Regions from separate parts of the Triticum aestivum genome. Here region 2 is linked to region 1. Evidence: chromatin contacts called from public Hi-C data. All regions are on one chromosome and are shown on one strand. The core of a region is the stretch at or near the end of the contact, and the rest is flanking DNA. Distances in the headings are between cores, read along the strand shown. Region 1 holds the start of LOC123085093 (protein DETOXIFICATION 48). Region 2 holds the start of LOC123085095 (probable inactive poly [ADP-ribose] polymerase SRO2).

Region 1 (3,351 bases), core at 511-3,010:
ATCGGTTGCTATGGAGTTAGCTACGATCGACTGTACGAACCTTTGAGATGAGTAATACATGTTTTCACCCGCAAAAAATAAAAAGCAAACAAAGCGGCTAAAAGCAGCCGTACACAGATAAGCTGCTGGGGCTAAAGTGTAGACAGGCACTGGAACGAACGTTACACGCTAGCCATCAAAATGGAGCGTCAATTAGAGGATGCTTCTTGATCGTCCGCAATGGAGGCCACCTGGCTGACAGGGATGGTGCGTCAAGTTGCGGAAGGCACAAATTCAGTAGCATTGCCATCATCGTGCAGCAGCGAAGGAAGCGAATGCAGAGTCCACGCACAGAGCGTCGAGGATGCTCTGGGGCTGGGCTGCGGTGGAATGAAAGGAACGTATTGCAAGACACAGGCCATACAGCTTTTGGTAGGAATGTACTAGAATGAAAGGTCACTGCTTCGTACTATTGCCATGTTCAGACTCAAATGGCAGCGATTTTATCAGTAACCAACGGAGGACGGCGGAGGAGCCAAAGTGGGTACAGAGGAAGAGAGCGGCGAATAACCGGGCCACATGCATGGGCTTCGCCGCACAGACACCGACCGGCTTAATTCCGACGAATCGTCTCGCTAGATTGCAAAATCCTGCACTGCATCTGCATGCCCCAGGCCAGGAGCGAGGATCAAATGCTAGCTGCCACTCTGAAAAGGGAACAATTATTCTTTTTCATTTCGTTCACTCGCAGGGACCACCGGCATGCCACCAGCGCCAGTGGCCGATCGATCGGTCGATCGCTGTGCGCAAGTAGCGGTGAACAATGCAGAGAGACAGGCAGACAGGGCAAGTGCAGGGCAGATATATGCATGGCATTGGCATGAGAGAGCCTCTGCGCTTCTGCTTCTGGCTGGCCTCAACGTGTAGCGCCATTAAGCGCGCACGGACAGGCGCGCATGCACAGCGACCCGATTGATCGGTTCTTATCGCCCTAGCTAGCCCCCTCAGCTAATGGTGTCATTCTCACAACTCACATTCTGGTGCGGTGAAGAACTCGATGCAGTAAACTTGGTTGGTTCAGACTTCGTGGGTGAAAATGGTGCCTAGCTAGCTAGCTAGCTCATGGACGCGATCCAAAATTCGGCAGCATGCATGGCTGATGGCTCTGTATATACATACGACGTCATGGGTAGCTAGCGAAAGTGAAAAAGTTGAAGTGGGTACGGAAAAGAAGTAACCCGTCGAGAATAACCGCGCGGCGCAAGCTAACCGTGTAGGTCAAGCGGAGACGCCTGGGATCGACCCATCCCAAACCCTACTCTACGTATACTACAGTTCGGCAGCGAGCCACCGATTATTCACCCGTCACCGGGCCGCTTGCGTGACACAGTAGTAGATAATTACCGGGGGAGGGCAAAAGCAACGGGGTAAGTAATCTGCGTCGACGACTTCGCTGTCAGGGGCGGGGCGGGGCGGGGAGGGAGGCGAGGTTGTTGGGTCCGATTTTCCGACAGATGAGGCGTGCGAGATTATGCCATTCGGCGGGCGAAGGGATAGGGGAATTCCGAGACAGGCGCATATATGCCGAGCCAACTTCACTCCATTCCTCCGGCCCGGAAGAAAATAATAATACATATTCCATTCGTGTTCATTCATTCGTTCGTTCCATGATGGAAATCGGTCCGGCCCGGCCCGGCCCCGCGCGCGAATTGGGACACGTACGTGCGCGCCTTCCCCCGCCACCGCGCGCGCGCGCGTGTATATATACGGGCCAGCCCAGCCCCCCCTCCCACATTGCGACCCGAAGCAGGCAGCAAAGAGAGCGCCTCCTCCTCATCACTCGCCACTCACCAGCCAGCCTCACCTCTGCCCAGGAGACCAAAAGGCCGGACCAGCAAGCACCAATCCCACGGGGGGAGAGAGAGAGAAGCAGAGAAAGCTGGGTGGTAAGCTAACGAGTCAAATGTACTTGTAGCTTGTACCGCCCACCAATCAGCGCTGGACAGCAGCCAGCGGCTAACATCTCCTCCAACAGTGGAAAGATCGCGCCAGCCAGACGCGCGCGCGGCGCACCGCCGGCCGGGAAGAAGCACTTTCCAGCCGGCCTTGAGCCATCATGTGCAACACCGGCGCCAGCCCGCCCCCCTCGCCGCCGCCCCTCACTTGCTTCAAGAATTCCTCCCACCTGCTCCACCCCGTGGGTGACCACCACGAGGAGGACGACGACGACAGCCACCACCGCGCCCGCGCACTGGCGCTCTCCAAGGTATACGCGCGCGCGCGCGTGCGTGCTCTACGTGTAGATGCGCACATTCTATAATCTCCAGCTTCCTCCACCTGCATCTGCATGTGCCCCGGCCGGTAAATTTCATACTGGCATGGCATGCACACGTACAAGCAGGGTAGACATTCAGCTGCTAGCTAGCTACAGTACGTGAAAGGTCGCTGCCTAGCTAGCTGCTTAATGTTTATTTACTGCCTGGCCGGTAACAGCAACCGGCCGGGAGGAAAAGGAAAGCTCCTCGAGCTAGTTTGCTTTTCTGAGCTGATCGACTTACGTGTGCTCGTGTGTACGGATGGCACCAGGTGGCCGGCGAGGCGCGGGCGATCGGGCGGCTGTCGGTGCCCATGGCGGTGACGGGGCTCGTCATGTACTCGCGCAGCTTCATCTCCATGCTCTTCCTCGGCCAGCTGGGGGAGCTGGCGCTCGCCGGCGGCTCGCTCGCGCTGGGCTTCGCTAACATCACGGGCTACTCCGTGCTCTCCGGGCTGGCGCTCGGCATGGAGCCCCTCTGCGGCCAGGCCTTCGGCGCGCGCCGTGGCAAGCTTCTGGCGCTCGCGCTCCACCGAACCGTGCTGCTGCTCCTCGCGGTGGCGCTGCCCATCTCCCTCCTGTGGATCACCTCCACGGGCCACATACTCAAGCTGCTCGGCCAGGACGAGGGCGTGGCCAGCGCCGCGCAGACGTTCGCGGCGTATGCGTCCGCCGACCTGGCGGTGCTGGCCGTCCTGCACCCGCTGCGGGTGTACCTCCGGTCGCAGAACCTCACGCTGCCGATCACCGCGTGCTCTCTCTTCTCTGTGCTGCTCCACGGGCCAATCAACTACCTCCTCGTGGTGCGCCTACGCATGGGCGTCGCCGGCGTCGCGCTCGCCGTCGCGCTCACCGACCTCAACCTGCTCCTGGCGCTCCTGTGCTTCCTCGCCATCTCGGGGGCCCACAGGGACTCGTGGGTGGGTCCGACCTCCGACTGCCTCCGCGGCTGGGGGGCGATGCTCCGTCTCGCCGTTCCCACTGCCACGGCGGTCTGCCTCGAGTGGTGGTGGTACGAGCTCATGATCGTGCTGTCTGGGCTTCTGCCCAACCCGCGC
Region 2 (3,351 bases), core at 591-3,090, 190 kb before region 1:
GTACCACTGGGGATTCTGCATGTTGTCGACGGCGCTGTCGTAATTGTCACTGCTGGGGTGGAGCTGGGAGGACCCGGCTGGGATGGCCTCTGGCCGGCCCATCAGAACACGGCACAGCACGATGTGCGCCTCGCCGTTCTCATCTGCATTTGCTAGCATTGCGCTGCACAAAAATGATTTCATACTCGTTAGTTTATTTATGTACAGTACAGAACATTCAGAACATATTTCATCATCCGGACTCTAGCTAGCAGGAAACATGATTTAATTTTGCTCATATTCCTCCCTTCCACAAACCATTACCTACTGCATTCATAGATAAACTAATACTGTCGTTTATGCAAGCTTGTTTCCCCCCTAATTTTTGAGCAAGGAGTATGAATCAAGATATATAGAAACCAAAGGCTAAAATAACATGGAATCAATTGATGTGGTGATGTCTACGGATATAAACGAGCAGCCTAGGAGAGCAAATAGAACAAAGGAATATTTTGTAGTACAAGTTATTTCATGATTTAGTACAAGTTATTTCATGATTTAAAACTAGAAGTCAATTCTCAATTAAAAAACTACGTAGAAGTGTAGGTATGAACACAAAAATTTCTCGAGAGATGCGGAAATATGAATGCAATTTGCAACAAATCCCGAATTGGTAACTGTGTCTGATAAATTATGCTTAAGCTATGTGCCTATGTTCATGCTTGCCATCGATCAAGAATTCAAGATTCAAAACCACAAATTCAGGACTCCGAACTGACCTGGCGAAAGGAGACTGAGGCGGCGAGAGGTGGACGCCGTCGCCGTGCGCGCGATGGCCGAGGACCTGGCTGTTCGTCCTGCCGAACCCGTGCTCCACCGCCGCGGCCACGTCCGCCGACGGCGCGCCGTACCACGCGAACTTGGCATTGCCCCCGTCGGCGCCGCGCGCAGCGGCCAGGAGCTGTCCCTGCTGCTGGAACGCCCTGCACCGAGGACCCTGCGCGACCTTGTGCACCGCCGTGATCGCCACGCCGCCGCCCACCCGGGGGGCAATCCCGCTGAGGAAGAGCTTCTTGACAACCTGGTAGAACTTGTCCGTCTCCACCAGCCTCACCGCCCTGCCCCAAGTCCCGCGGGCCGCCTTGCCGACCCTGCCGGACTCCACCGTGTCGCTGCTCTCGTCGGACCCCTCCTCCACCCCGGACGACGCCCCGTCCTCCAGCTCAGGCTCGCCCCTCTTCCTCTTCCGCCCGCTGTCCGGCACAGGGAAGAAGCAGGCCCCGCGGTCGTCAATCCAGCCCATGGCGACCTCCTGGGCGGTGCCAGTGTCGATGCGCACCATCCGCAAGAAGTCGAACAGGAACTCCCTGCCGCCATAGGCAGCCTCAGCGACCACCCTCCCGTCCAGGAACGCCCGGCGCAGAGGCACAGCGGCCTCGCCCTCGACATCAGCCCACGCGCCGTCCTCGAAGCAGAGGAACCTGACGGGCGCGCCGCTCCGCCTGAACTCCCGCCAGCCGCGGAGCAGCGGGGACGGGCCAGCGCTGCCGACGCCGCCGAAAGCGACGGCCGGGCGGGGGATCGCCTGCTTGACATCGCCGGAGAAGTCCATCGCCGCCTGATCCCGATCTGTGGAGACGCTACCTACGCTTCACCGTCGATGATGCGTGCGCGGAGGCGGTCTAAGTGGAGTTGGGGCCGGAGGCGGGGCTGGAATATATAAGAAGCGGGGGAGTGGGACGGCGGGCGGGTCGGTCTCGTGAGGCGCACGTCGGCGGGGACGTCGGTTTTTGTATTCTGCCGCGGAAGGAAGAGGAGGGAGGGGGATGGGCGCGTGGTGCCGCCTTTTAGTTTAGTTTTGAGACGGCTCGCCCGATCGCGCGGTTTCTTCTTTCAGGAAAAAAAAATCTTTTCTTCGGATGGCGGTTTTGCCCCTGCCCCGAGGTGACTTGGTGGAGAAGTCTAGACGGGTCTAGTTTGGCCCATAACCGTTCTCCTAATCCACACTTGCCTCGTTTCCCTTTTTCAACTACTACTTGCTTGAATTGGAAGTTTTTGTTTTTTGACGAAACTTGGTTGGGAAGTATAGTACTACTGTACTACAGTAAGCATCGAATTGGGCAGATATGCAAAGGAAGTGCAATCTTTTTTCTCACAAGTATAATAAATTACGAAGTCACCCTTTTCACTTTTGTTTTGAAAATCTAGATCTATTATCAAAGTTGATCGAACTTACAAAGCACCTCAAAAATAATAAAAATTACATCGAGATTCTGGAACCATCTAACAATCACTACTACTGTCAAAACGAGGCACCGACCCTCATATAATGTGGTGTCTCCAGAGATTAAAAAAAATCATGTCAAAAAATCAAAGATATCTGTCGCGTTCCCAGTTTTTAGTTTCTCCGTAGGCGCTGGAGGCTCGTGATGGAGATGTTCAATTCCTCCGTTTCACCACAGTTGTTTTCCGCCCATGTACGAAAGCGGAAGGCAGTTGTGCCGAATTTGCCCTTCGCCCCACCCCTCAGTTCCTTGCGCGGCAGGTTCATCAGCACGCACGAAACGGACGGCGCGTCGCTTTCACTCCGACAGCTGCTCACACTGTACTGTATTCCTAATCGGTTTTTCCCTCTTTCTTGGCGCTTAAGACGCTCCCTCCCTCCACCACGCTCACGCTCTTCCTCTTCTTCTTGACAAGCAAGTAGCCCGAGGGGCTTCCCTTTGGGCCCCACCCGTCAGCCCGGCCCGGCCCAACGCTGACCTTCCGCGCTGTGGCGTTGACCGGCTCGATCGTCACGGCACACCTTTTTCTTCGGCCTGTAACTCGTGGGCTGTCTCGTTCGTAGTATCTCGGCTCGTGTATGGTGTGTGTTGGTTGGGATGGTGGACTTCGAATTGGCAACGGGTGCTGCGTGGCGGTCAAGTTAGTCCCAGCCGGCAACGTCAGTAGCGTGCTGCCCTTGCGAAGCGCATGCACGCACGTGACCTGACCTGACCAACCTGCCGCCGGTGCTCGGGTTCCTTTTCCCCTCTCCCCGCAGGGATCCCGGCCGGGCTCTCTCGCTGGGCCTGACCACTTCTCGAAATGTCTGGCTCACCTTGCACGCAACATTTTTCTGCAGGCCATTGATGCTGGCTCTCTCTCTCTCTCTCTTCCGTGTGAACTCCTGCAGCCTTCTCTCAAAAGAAAAGAAAATGCTCCTCCTGCAGCTTAATTAGGCCTCAAGTTTTCGCGCTCTCTATTGCAAAATATCTGCAAGAGGATGCGTATTTTTGTTTGTTTATAATATTTTTTTTCATTGCTGGTCGAGATTTCTTGCAGCGATGGGCATTGCATTGTAGGCGCTGACAGCTGCCCTGGTTCTCCAGG

Evidence for each region. Hi-C and Micro-C count contacts between places; a contact is called where the count stands out from the background.
Region 2: a Hi-C map of leaf shows a contact between it and region 1, with 5 times the contacts expected there. The contact joins the promoter of LOC123085095 here to the promoter of LOC123085093 in region 1. A contact is called at or near these places in 2 of 5 Hi-C or Micro-C datasets (both in leaf).

What each region holds. Positions count from the first base shown.
Region 1 is chr4A:55,351,172-55,354,522 of IWGSC CS RefSeq v2.1, reverse strand. LOC123085093 (protein DETOXIFICATION 48) reads left to right here and starts at 1,760. Exons shown (of 2, transcript XM_044506675.1): 1 at 1,760-2,245; 2 at 2,566-3,351. The coding sequence starts at 2,096.
Region 2 is chr4A:55,541,948-55,545,298 of IWGSC CS RefSeq v2.1, reverse strand. It overlaps LOC123085095 (probable inactive poly [ADP-ribose] polymerase SRO2), which reads right to left and starts at 1,840. Exons shown (of 4, transcript XM_044506678.1): 1 at 759-1,840; 2 at 1-163. The coding sequence starts at 1,591.